Regions from separate parts of the Sus scrofa genome. Here all the other regions are linked to region 2. A link is a contact called in public HiChIP or PLAC-seq data. All regions are on one chromosome and are shown on one strand. Each heading gives the region's core, a stretch centred on a gene start, on an enhancer-like site or on the middle of the called end of the contact. The rest is flanking DNA. Distances are from core to core; before and after follow the strand shown. Region 1 holds the start of KCTD17 (BTB/POZ domain-containing protein KCTD17). Region 2 holds the start of EIF3D (eukaryotic translation initiation factor 3 subunit D). Region 3 holds the start of TST (thiosulfate sulfurtransferase).

Region 1 (4,033 bases), core at 70-2,569, 490 kb before region 2:
ATCCCTAGCCTGGGACCTTCCATATGCCGTGAGTGCGGCCCTAAAATGAAAAACAAGCAAACGAAAAAAGCCTTTGGGGTCAGACACACCTAGGTTCAAATCCTGCCTCTGCCTTTTCCTGGCTGTGTGACCTTGGGCCAGTGAATGGGCCTCTCTGAGCCTTACTCCTCTCCCCCATAATGAGGGGACATTGTGAGCATCCAGTAAGGTCTGAGTGGCATCCGACCCAGAGTAGGGCTCAGGGATTGTCCCTCTTAGAGGCTGTTTCCTGAAGCCAGCTCTAAGCTGTCTTCACTAGATCCCCGGTCATTCTGGGGATGTTTACAAGTTTCCAAAGGAACCGCTCTCTCATTGGATACCCTCAGCCTGCAGGGAGGCAGGGCGGGCATCAGCACAACTCTACAGAGAGAAAGCAGAGACATCATCAGGTGAGGGGACTCGCCCAAGGTCATAGCATCAGAGGGTCTGGAAATGGGATGGAGGGAGCCTTTGAGGTCATTGCCTGACCAGCCCCCTGGGGTTGCAGGCAGGAGGCTGAGCCTGGCGCAGGGAAGTATCTGACCCAGAGTCATGCAGGCAGTTTTAAAGCCGAGATGGGAACCCAGAAATGGTGCCCCAGGCCAGCGCTCCTCCCAGATGAAGCCCAGCTCAGAACACACCCTGGGGTTTCTCCACCCAGCTCCTGGCACACCAGGCCACCCACACCCCAAACGGCGGGGAGAAGTAGCCTTGCACTCCTTCTGTGGTGCAGGAGTCCGGTTTGGGCAGGAGAAAAGGCCCTAGGGGTCTGTCCCTCCCCCCAGTTCCAAAGCAGGGTGAGAGTCCCCATCCATCAGCCTCCGGGGTTGGGAGCCCTGGGCACAAAAGCTCCAAATGGCCGCAGCCTGGCGTTGTCCTGTTGCCACGGCAATGGCACATCCCTCACTCTCCGATCCACTTCCTTCTCCCGGGCTCCAGCCAGTTCTTCCCGCCTCCAGCTCTTGGAAATAAACCCGGCCGGGTTTCCAGCCCCGAGGGGGTGCCAGGCCGGAGAGCCAGATTCCAGCGAGCGAAGGATCCCCAGCCCGACAGCCGCCCACCCCGTGGGCCTCACCCGGTCGGACTGCAGCTCTTCCCCCTGGCACAGGCGGCTGAGGAAGGACTTCTGCTCCCTGCATAGCGTCTGCCGGGTGGTCAGGAACACCGTGCCCCCCACGTTGAGCCGCACCCACTTGCCCCAGCCGCCCGCCCCCGCCGGCGGCGCTGCCTCGCCGGCCTCCATCCTCATCGCTCTTCCCAGCGTCTGCATCCTCCCGGCGAGGCGGCTGGAGGCGGGCAGGTACCGCGCGCAGGGCATGCCGGGAGCTGTAGTTCGCACCGCCCCCCGCAGGTGGAGCCCCGGCTGAGGGTCCCCCGACCCCCGCGATCCTGCCTTCCCCAGTCCTGCCCTCCTTTACCCTTCCTGGAAGACCCGCAAGCGGGTGTCTCTTAAAGAAGTCCTTGGCCAAATTACTCTGGAGAAGGTCAAGTTGTTATTTTTCTGTCATTTTTTTAAAGTTGCGTTGAAGTCTAGTTGATTTACAATGTGAGAATTTCTGCTGTACAACAAAGTGATTCAGTTGGACATGCACACGTCTATTCTCTTTCGGACTCGTTTCCCACATAGATGATCACAGAACATTGGGTAGAGTTTTCTGTGCTGCACAGGTACGGGTTGGCCAGTCATTCATACCTCAGTGCGCATGTGCCAATCCCAACCCCCTCCCCCCCCCGACCATTCCAGCCCCACCCCCTCACCAGAAGTGACGGTCAAGTTCCAAGTCACTGGGAGAAGAGTGAGTGAGACCCCAAGCCAGCAATCGTCCTCTTTGGTCTCCCAGCATCATTTTCCTTTTGTCCAATATGGGTTATCAAACAGCTGACATGAGAAGAAGGGCCAAGGGCTGAAGGGAAGCTTTCCTCCTTAATTTCCTTTCCTTCTCATGGTTTCAGTCCTGGTCCTGGAGTAGGGGGAGGACCTGAGACTTTGCTCCATGATGCCAGTGTCACAATGCCAGTGTCACACCCACTGGCCCCGCACACTGGGCAGCCTGGCCCTGCACTGGGGGAAAGCTTATAACTCCTCCAGCTCTGCTTTCCCCTTGGCAGGGAAAGTGGCACTGCTACCAGACTCCTGCTCCTAGGAACTTGTGTTCTCTTAAGCACAAGTTCAAGTGTGAACTTGAGCAACTTCCCCCCTGAACTTCAGTTTTCCCTGAATAGAGAATTAGAATAGTTGCTACTGGGGAGTTCCTGTTGTGGCTCAGTGGGTTAAGAACCCCACACAGTATCCCTGAGGATGTGCATTCAATCCCTGGACTCGCTCAATGGGTTAAGGATCCCACGTTGCCACATTTGTGGTGCAGGACACAGATGTGGCTTGGATCCAGCATTGCTGTGGCTGTGGTATAGGCCAGCAGCTGCAGTTCCGATTCGACCCTTAGCCCAGGAACTTCCATATGTCGAGGGCCTAAAAAGCCAAAAAAAAAAAAAAAAAAAAAAAAAAAGAGAGAAAGAAAGAAAGAAAAGAAAAGAAAAAGAGGAGTTCCCATCATGGCTCAGTGGTTAATGAATCCGACTAGGAACCACGAGGTTGCAAGTTCCATCCCTGGCCTCGCTCAGTGGGTTAAGGATTTGGTGTTGCCGTGAGCTGTGGTGTAGGTCACAGACGCATCTCGGATCCCATGTTGCTGTGGCTCTGGCGTAGGCTGGAGGCTACAGCTCCGATTCAGACCCCTAGCCTGGGAACCTCCATATGCCACAGGAACAGCCCTAGAAAAGGCCAAAAGACAAAAAGAAAAGAAAAGAAAGAAAGAAAAAGAATTCTTGCTCCTGGACAGCACTGTTGTGAAGACTGAATTATGGCTGTGAAACACCTGACATGGTCTCTGGCTTGTCCTATACTGAATAAATGGATGAGTGAATGAATGAAATGGGATATGGGATATGAACTGGCCTTGGAAGATCAGCAGCTCCCCCAGCACTGGGTTAAGTCCTCAACCACTGTCAGCTCAGACAAAACCATAGCGGGAATATTTCTTTTCCCACGTAAGCGCTGGAGGCAGGGAGTGACATGGTCAAATCTGTCCCTTGGATCACTCTGGGGGTTTCAGCAGGGATGGTTCGAAGCCCCAAGAGACCAGCCAGGAGGCCACCTGAGTGAGGAGTAGGGAAGCCCTAACGAAGCCAACATCAACGGGCCAAATCAGGGGTGGATGCTTCAGTGGATACTCAGGGGGGGAGGAGGGGGAGAAGTAAATGTTGAAGGGATTCTGGGAAGGGGGGAGGAGGGGGAAAAGGGGGAGGGGCCGTGCTGACGCCCTGGCTCCTGGCTTGAACCAACAGCTTTGCTGAAGCAGGAGAGGCAGATCTTGGGAGCAATCAGGGATGAGGAGGTCAGTTTGGAACTTGTATTTGCAGTGCCTGCGGGCAAGTGACATTTGTCCCTGCAGGTGTGATATTCAGGAGAGTAGCGTGGGCTGGAGAGGACAGGCGGTGCTGTCCTGAACCCAGAACAGGAAGGAGGACCCCCTCCCCAAAGAGGACATAAAAGTCCCAGAGGTGGGGGCCTGGGAAACCTGTCTCCAGGTGGCGCCAGTGGATGGAGAGGATGGGACACCACCTGGAAGGTGAGGGACAAGAGCCATACTCCAGAGACCAAGCAGGGGCCAGTTTGAATGAACAGATTTGGAGTTCCAGTTGTGGCTCAGTGGTAACGAACCCAAGGAGTATCCATTAAGATATGGGTTCGATCCCTGGCCCCACTCAGCAAAATAAATACAATAAAATTATAAAATAAAAATGAATGAACAAATTCACATGAGGAGTCAAAGTTGAAAAGGTGGAAGTTCAGCGTCCTGAAGACGCAGGGCTTGCCTGACCCAACCTGCTCCTGCAGATGTGGCAAAACCAGGCTTGGAGGCACAAGAGCGACTTGCAAGGGGTCACTCAGCAAATGAGAAGCAGACCCTAGATTTCTTAGGCCAGCCCTTGGCCACTGGGGGCTGCCTCTCCC
Region 2 (4,167 bases), core at 1,059-3,558:
TAATGTTGGCGTACACAACATCAACGGTGCTTTGCAATATGTGCTAAAATATAAGGGGAGATGTACTTATGCTGAAGGGCTTGGATGCTTGGAGCATGTCTTCTGTCTTCTTCTTTCTTTCTTTCTTTCTTTTCCCCCTGTGGGTCCACCAGCCATCTGCTGCAGGTTCTCTCTTGGGTCAGAGTTTAATCATCTTTTCTACATTTGGGCCCTGACCTCCCCGCCAGCCCCAGATGGAGAAGGACCCGGCGTGTCCGTCTCCTCACATTGGGTGTCTGGGCTTGGGTGGGAGATCGTGCCTTCTTTCTCTCCCAATGGACACCTCTGCAGCCGCTTTCTGCCTATCCCACTATCCAGTCTCCACGGGCAGCTGGCATGACCCACCTTCTGCTAGACCAGAGCATCCCTCCCTCCATCCCGCCCCCCTTTAAAATCCTTCGGTCGCTTACCTTTATGCTGAGGATAAAATCACACACTGTTCCATGACCTGCACGTTTCCAGATGGCAGCTTACTCTTTCTGGGTCATGCACAGGCTCTTTTCTGCCTTGGACCTTGTCACCTGCTGTTCTCTGGTGCCGGGGACACATCTCCCCTAGATCTTTACCAGCCCGTGTCCTCAACAAACCACCCTTCTGAGTAACCTGGTCATGCCCTCATTCACTCTCTCCCTGGCCACGTGCCTGGTACTATTCCAAGATCTTACGCTAACTCATTTAATTCTCACCACAGCCCCCTGGCATAAAAAGAAAAGCATGACGGCTGGAGCTGAGTGAGAAGAAAATGGCAGAATATAAAGATGAAGGGTAGTGAAGGACCAGACAGGCCACGAGAAGACATTTGCATTTCACTCCAAGTACATAATGGGAAGCTGATGGAAGGCTGTGAATAGATTGCTTTGACCACCCTGACAAGAAGGAACCCTAGAAGGACAAGAGTGGACACTGGGAGTCCAAGCATGAAGCTGGAGATGATGGGGGAAAGTGGCAGCGTTCAAGATTTTTCTTTTCTTTTTTCTTTTTTTTTTTTTTTTTTTTTTTTTTTTTTTTTTTTTTTTTTTTTTTGGCTGCACCTGCAGCATGTGCAAGTTCCATGACCAGGGATCAAACTCGCACCACAGTAGGGATCTGAGCCACAGCAGCAACCATGCCGGGTTCTTAACCCACTGTGCCACCAGGGAACTCCAAAATGTATTTTGAAGAATAAAGAGGACTTATTGAAGGACTGAATGTGGTGGAAAAGGGAAAAGGAACTACCAGTGATGACTACCACATTTTGCAATGAGCACCATTCCATGGGTACCATGAACAAAAATTAGAAAAACTAGAAGATGAGGAAGATGAACAGATCAGGAAAGAACTGTGGAAACACATGCTGCTATTACCATTTGCATTTTACAGGTGAACAAGGTTTAGAGAGATCTAGAACCTATCCAGGTTCTCCCGACTAGTAAGTGGATTCTTCAGTATTTTCACATACATTTATTTTTACCTTCACTGTACCCTCTTATTTTCATCTTCAATTTACAGATAAGGAAACTGAGACCCAGAGATGTGAGGGCTACACAGCTAGTAAGTGGCATGGCCGTGACCAGTTATCAGATCTAATAGCAGATTTATTTTCCAATAAAGAAGACATGCTGAGAGACTGATAAGGAAACTTGGGAGACCAGGTAGAAAAAAATCTGAGGTTTGAACAAAAATCACATGCTCAGATTTTCTTTTAATGTTTTGAAATTCCCCAATAAGACTCCAGAACAAACTCGGTAAGCTGGGAGTTTCTAAAAGGACAGCACCGTACAAGGAGATCCTGCTGAATAGCATTGAGAACTATGTCTAGATACTCATGTTGCAACAGAACAAAGGGTGGGGGAAAAAATGTAATTGTAATGTATACATGTAAGGATAACCTGACCCCCTTACTGTACAGTGGGAAAAAAAAATGAATAAATAAAATAAAATAAAATAAAAAATAATATGTAAAAATGCCATTGTAGGAAAGTGGTTCCTGAGTCACCACTTCAGAATCACAGCTGCTAATAAAAATGCAGGTTCCTGGGCTCCATGGACGTTAGACCCAAAATCTACATTTTTTTCAAATTAACACTCCAGAAATCTTTGTCGAATTATAAGGTTTGACAACCGTAGAGGTATGGTTTAAACCCAGGCAGCCACCCTCCACACTAGCAGTGTGATCTTACGAGGTCACTTTGCATCTCCTGGCCTCAGCTTCCGAAACCGTGAAAAAACCAGGAATCACGACAAAATCTGCCTGAGACGCTCGACCTCCCCCTAGCGGGGAGAATCGAAACACACCAGCGCTAAAAGAAGGTAGGAGCCTGGGGTCGTTGCGGGACACAGAGAGGCCGAAGCGTCCCGCGAGGCATTGTGGGACATAAAGGCGCTGTCAGCCACTCGCCACCTCCAGCTTCAACTGAGAGCCGCCACGTTTTAAAAAACTTGAACGCCTTCTCGGAGCGTCCCCGGATACCCCATGACGTAACGGCAAACATCCTCTGGAGTCTTGCAGCCTCGGAGGCTAATAAGAACACCTCGAAAAGAACACCGATATACTTCCGGGTGTGCCTTCACTTTACGACTCGTGCGTTCCGCCGCCGAACCGGAAGGAAGCTGGCGAGCTATTTACGACATAGCGGGTCGTGTTTACGGCACCGGCCGCTGCGCGCGCATCTCTCCTCCTTTCCCGATTCCTTGAAACGCAGGCTGTGGCGCGGTCTCCGGCCTGCACTATCTCTCGCCATCGGGGCCGGCTAAAGCCGTTGCGGGTGAGTGTCGTGTTCCGTACGGTCCTGCGGATCTCCGGAGCCGACTTGGGCTGCGCCTGGCCTTCCGGGGGGGCTTACCGGAAGAGACCTCTGTACACCCCCTCCTGCTGCCGCTGTCCTTCCACGGGCGGGACAGGTATCGGCCTTCGGGGCCGGACCCAGTGCGGGATGCCGGGCAGTTCCCTGAGGTTGTGGTCCCTGGCCCCAGATAACGCTTAGCGGCCAGGGGGTGGGCGAATGTGATCATATTACTTAACCCAAGTGGGTCTCAGGATCTTTTTAAAGTGGCCCATGGCTCCCTGAGTTTTTATGAGTGAGGTATTGGGGGTGCCAAACCGAGCGGTGTTCGGCCCTGCTCTGAGGAGTTCACAGTCCAAGTTCTCTTACTTTTGTGTGAAATGGAAGTCTAGGATGGAGTAGCGTGATGTCTGATCTGAAACTCCCTACTTTCCAGCAATTGGTGACCGCAGTGGCCGCGAAAACGTACACAGTACTGGGGCCTGCCGGCCACAAGGCCGCCTCTGACTGCCCTGTTGGTGCCTCCTCATCCTGCCTCTGTAGCCAGTACAGCTGTCACTCCCTTTTAACTGAAAGGCTTAGTTTCTCCTGCTGGTTCCATTCTGCTCATTCTTAGATTACGTGTGTTGAAACCAGGTGACTTCTGCCCCCTGGAGAAATGCTGTCAAACCTTGGGCCTGTTTTCCATGAGCTCTGCCAAAACAAGGAGACTTTTTTTTTAAGTGTGTTTGGAGATACTGCCTTCTTGATACGGCCTGAAACCCCAGATCTTTTCAGACTGCTTTTCAGCTATAAAATCATGGGAAGAGCCTTGGACTTGGGCAGACAGCCTTAGAAATCAAATCCATTTTGAAATGATGGGCAGATCAACTGCTCGATTTGGCAGAACTGCCCATTTTTATCCCTAAAATGGGGGGAGAGGAGGTGGGGGGTTAGTGGTGTAGCATCTGACATGTTGTAGGAGCTTGAATTGAGACCATCACCCCTTCACCCGGTCCACTTTCTGAAGTACAATTTAAGTTCAAGTTGGAGGACAGTGCTCCTAGGTTCATTCCCTGTCTCCCAAGTGTCACTTCTGTAGGAAGCCTTGGTTTTCCCACATGGGAAGGAGGAAGAGAGTTTTCTAAATTTAGTACCCTGTGCTCTTTGATTGTTTTCCAGATGCCAAAAAATACTTGTATAATGAATTTTCCCCTGGGAACTGAACTTCTGAACATTTGCAGAGGATTACAGTGGGTGGTAAATGCCTATGCTTTGGTTGGAGGGGTGTTGTTTTGCTTTTTTTAGGGCCGCAGCCTCGGCGTATATAAGTTCCCAGGCTAGAAGTTGAATCAGAGCTGCAGCTGCCGGCCTACGCCACAGCCAC
Region 3 (4,169 bases), core at 1,158-3,657, 460 kb before region 2:
CTTTAGGGACCACGTTGCCATGCGCCAGGTCCTATGCTGGATACTGGGAGACTCTTGGCTTTGCCAGGCTCTGAGAGTTCAGGCAGCCCAAGGGCCTGCTCCAGAGAACATGTAATTGCACAAAGTCTGGAGTTCGGTGGGAGCCCAGGGCGGCCGCTAGTGCGGCCTGGGGTGGGAAGGCCGGGGAAGGTGGGAGGAGGGGAAGTCCCACCTCATCTGACATGGTCAAGGGCTCCGATGACCCCGGTTTGACCTTCGGGGTGAGGCTGCCAAAGAGGCTTTGGCTGCGGGGAGACCCCCGTGTTTGTGGGTTGCACCATAGTTCGATAATGTTGGAGGACACTGCCGGCCCCTTTGCGAAGAACACCTTTCGGTAGTTCCCACTGTGGCGCATTGGGACCAGCAGTGTCTCTCGAGCTCTGGGGCACAGGTTCGATCCCTAGCTCGGGGCACAGTGGACTAAGGATCCAGCATTGCCGCAGATGCCATGGAGGTTGCCACTGGCTGCTCGGATCCCTGGCCCGGGAATTCCATATGCCTCCGGGCAGGGGGACAAAAAAAAAAAAGCCACGCTGTGAACCACAGCAGCCTTTGCCCCTCGCCATTTTGGGGGCTCCTTGACTTTTGCTCCCAAGGATGAATTTAGAGTGGAAAGAAGCCTGATTTGGAAGTCAGAACCCCTCCAAAGTCAGTACAAACCCCACTCCCCTGCTTAAAAGTTGTGCAAGGGCAGGCCTGTCTAGAAGCTTAGCATTTCAGGCTTGGCGGGGACTGCAGAGGCCTGAGGTCACCCTGCCTCACCTGCCCCGCTGGACTGGCAGTTCTCATAAAGGACTGTGGGAGGCAGAGGCGGGTCTGGGAGAGCAGGCTGTGTGTGTCACTGAAGGGCGGGGACCAGGTCCCAGTGTGCTTGGCAGGCCTGGACGGCTGTAGGTGGGACTGCTCGCGGGGGTTAAGGACGCCAAGACAAACGGGACAGCCCCAGACCCATCTTCGGAGTGTATACAAACTATACTAGAGGAAGTGTGAGCCCCGGCCTGCTGTCTGGGGTGGGCCCAGGAAGAACAGGGCTCCAGTCAGACCGGCCCTTCTCCAAGGGCCTCCCCAGCACACTCTCTCCCCCAACTGCAAAGCACAAAGCTCAGAGGATGACCTGGCGAAGGACCAATTTTTGCCACTTTTGGTGAGAATATAATTGCCTCAGAATGAAAAGAATGTTTCAAAGGGGGATGAGAGGAGTTCCCACTGTGGCACAATGGAATCGGTGGTGTCTTGGGAGTGCTAGGAGGCAGGTTCCATCCCCAGGCCAGCACAGTGGGTTAGGGATCCGCTGGGGCCACAGCTGCAGCTTAGGTTGCAACTGTGGCTTGGATCTGATCCCTGGCCAGGGGAACTTCATATGCCACCAGAAGGCTGAAAAAAAAAAAGAAAGAAAATAAAAGGGAGATGAGAAAAGTATTCCAGGCACATGTAACAGCATATGCAAAAGTCAGGGGCAGGAATTCCCTTTGTGGCTCAGCCTTAAGGAACCTGACAAGTATCCTTGAGGCTGCAGGTTCCACCCCTGGCCTTGATCAGCGGGTTAAGGATCTGGCATTGCCATGCGCTGTGGTGTAGGTCGCAGCTTCTGCTCGGATCTTGAGTTGCTGTGGCTGTGGCATAGGTCAAATCACAGCTCCAATTAGACCCCTAGCCTGGGAACTTCCATATGCTGCTTTTTGGCTAAGAAACCAAAAAAAAAAAAAAGAAAAAGAAAGAAAGAAAAAAAGTCAGGGGCAGTGGTGTTCCAGCAGTTAACACACCCATGCTAAAAACATTAATTTACGTAAAGATTGAATACAAATGCAGGTTTTTTGTTTTTTTGTGTTCTGTTTGTTTGTTTGTTTGTTTGTTTTAAGCATAAGGCTTCCGGGATGAGCAAGATACACAAAAGCAGCCCTAGGAGTTCCGTCGTGGCTCTGTGGTTAACGAATCCGACTAGAAACCATGAGGTTGCGGGTTCGATCCCTGGCCTCGCTCAGTGGGTTAAAGATCTGGCGTTGCTGTGGCTCTGGCGTAGACCGGTGGCTATAGCTTCGATTGGACCCCTAGCCTGAGAACCTCCATATGCCACGGGAGCGCCCCAAGAAATGGCAAAAAGACAAAAAAAAAAAAAAAAAAAAAAAAAAAAAAGCAGCCCTAGCCTCCTGAGCTTAAGATCCAAGATTAACGATAGCCTGGTCTCCGCCTCACCTCGTGTGCCCCTGGGCAACCCGCTGGTTCTCTCTCTTTGGTGTTTAAATTAAGTTTCTGACCTACTCCGCAGGGCTGTTGTGGGAAGTGACACCCGCAGGGTTGTTGTGGGAAGTGACACCCGGGGGAGGAGCACCCTGCGGAGTTCCTCACCAAGCAGGCCTTGACAAATGTTAGTTTCCTTTCGCTCCAGCAAGTTCTTTGCCAGTTTGTCCTCCCCGGAGCCTCTGGGTCAGCTGGCCTCCTCTCCCAGGCTTCTCCGGCTTTATGAGCCCTACTCCCTCCCTCCTACCCTCTCTGGTGGCACCAGGTGACACCATCCTCCACAGGTCCCCCTCCCGCGGCCACTCAGCCCGACCCCATTCTGCCGGCCTCCCCCAGCTGCTGCGGACAGCCATCCTGAGGGTGAAGCCAGGGCCGCGCCTTCCCTGCTAGGCTGCAGCCCCCAGCTCTGCTCTGGCCCCGGGGCGGCGGGGGGACGTCCCAGGCTGAGCATCCGGACGATCGAGCTCCCTCTAAAGAAAGGCAAGCGCCACGCCGCCCCCGCAGTCACCCGAATCTCGGGATCCTGGCTTCCGGGCTCGGCCATTGCCCGGCGCAGAGCGCCCCCTCCCCGCGCCCGCAGCTGTCCCCTCCTCCCGTCACCAACCTGCTGCCGGCCAAAGGGAGGAGACAACGGCACAGCCCACTGCTGCGGCCACTCGGAGCCCGGGCTGCCGGCGCCTTCCACTGGCCAGGCGGGAGCGGGGGAGGCCCGAGCCGCCGAGCCCTGCCCCACGCCCCTTCCGCGCCGCCCACCGCCCGCGGCGGATCCTGGAGCATCTAAGAGGCGCTGCGAGCCGGGCGGGTGGCCGGGGGACGGACGCGGCGCCGCGGCGGGAGCGCGGAGCTGGGCGAGGGGCGCACGATCCCCCCTGCGTGGAGGCGCAATGGAGTGGGCCGGCCGGGGAGTTGAGGGCTCCGGGTTTGAACCTGCCAACTTCTCCAGCGGGCAGGGGCGAGCGCCAGGGCGGCGGCGAGGGCGAGTGAGTGCGGCGGGGTGGGGCGGCAGCAGACGCCCGGGCCGCCCGGAGTTGGGCCGCCGGCCGGACCACCTGCCACCCAGGGGAGGGTCCCGGTGGGGAGAGTGGGGCGGTCTGCCCCAAGCACCCTGGCCCCAACCGGGGCAGAGGGCACCGGGCCGGGCTGGACTGGGGCGTTCGGGAGGCGGGCGAGCCCATGTTGCTGAGAGGCCGCAGGAAGGTTTGCTAGACGCGAGGCGCGGGTGCGTGCAGGGCTCCAGCGAACCGTCCCCATGCAGCCACTCTCCTGCAGTCCCAGGAAGGGGGCTTTAAGCCCAGGATGCCTTCTCCCGTCAACCTGGGCACCTTCAAACAAGATCTTGAGGGCGAGGATTGCAGCTTGTAGGGCCAGACACCCTCCCTTAGAAGCTCTCGCCCCACCTCTTTCTGCGCGGGAGGGGGCGCAAGGAGACGCGGAAACAGGCTTTCCTTAGGGAACCTACAACCCTAACCCCACCGCACGCCAGCAGCCCTGCCGGCTTGCTGTAAACACGACACCCCGGGGGAGTGCAGCGGGGCAAAGCTCATCCTCCCAGGCCCTACCCCACTGCTCCCACGGTCCTCATACCGGTCTCTTTCCTGATTCCCACCCGCGCCAGGTGACACGCAGAGCTGAAACCATGGTTCAGCAGGTGCTCTACCGGGCGCTGGTCTCCACCAAGTGGCTGGCGGAGTCTGTCCGGACTGGCAAGCTGGGGCCAAGCCTGCGAGTGCTGGACGCCTCCTGGTACTCGCCGGGCACCCGCGATGCTCGCAAGGAATACCTAGAGCGCCATGTGCCCGGCGCGTCCTTCTTTGACATAGAGGAGTGCCGGAACAGAGAGTCACCCTACGAGATGATGCTGCCCACCGAGGCGGGCTTCGCTGACTACGTGG

What was found. HiChIP or PLAC-seq counts read pairs in DNA pulled down with a chosen protein or histone mark.
Region 1: a contact with region 2 is called in an H3K27ac HiChIP or PLAC-seq map of alveolar macrophages. The contact joins the promoter of KCTD17 here to the promoter of EIF3D in region 2. A contact is called at or near these places in 4 of 47 Hi-C or Micro-C datasets (mesenteric adipose tissue, retroperitoneal adipose tissue, skeletal muscle and 1 more) and 1 of 2 datasets of contacts at active chromatin or transcription factors (alveolar macrophages).
Region 3: a contact with region 2 is called in an H3K27ac HiChIP or PLAC-seq map of alveolar macrophages. The contact joins the promoter of TST here to the promoter of EIF3D in region 2. A contact is called at or near these places in 3 of 5 promoter capture datasets (fetal liver, fetal skeletal muscle and liver) and 2 of 2 datasets of contacts at active chromatin or transcription factors (alveolar macrophages and skeletal muscle).

The regions. Positions count from the first base shown.
Region 1 is chr5:10,717,648-10,721,680 of Sscrofa11.1, forward strand. It overlaps KCTD17 (BTB/POZ domain-containing protein KCTD17), which reads right to left and starts at 1,320. Exons shown (of 7, transcript XM_021091530.1): 1 at 1,094-1,320. The coding sequence starts at 1,288.
Region 2 is chr5:11,211,004-11,215,170 of Sscrofa11.1, forward strand. EIF3D (eukaryotic translation initiation factor 3 subunit D) reads left to right here and starts at 2,309. Exons shown (of 15, transcript NM_001244723.1): 1 at 2,309-2,783.
Region 3 is chr5:10,746,857-10,751,025 of Sscrofa11.1, forward strand. TST (thiosulfate sulfurtransferase) reads left to right here and starts at 2,408. Exons shown (of 3, transcript XM_005663810.2): 1 at 2,408-2,757; 2 at 3,893-4,169. The coding sequence starts at 3,914. It overlaps MPST (3-mercaptopyruvate sulfurtransferase), which reads right to left and starts at 2,970. Exons shown (of 3, transcript XM_021091532.1): 1 at 2,882-2,970; 2 at 1-1,413. MIR9819 (microRNA 9819) reads right to left here and starts at 2,754; the gene lies at 2,657-2,754.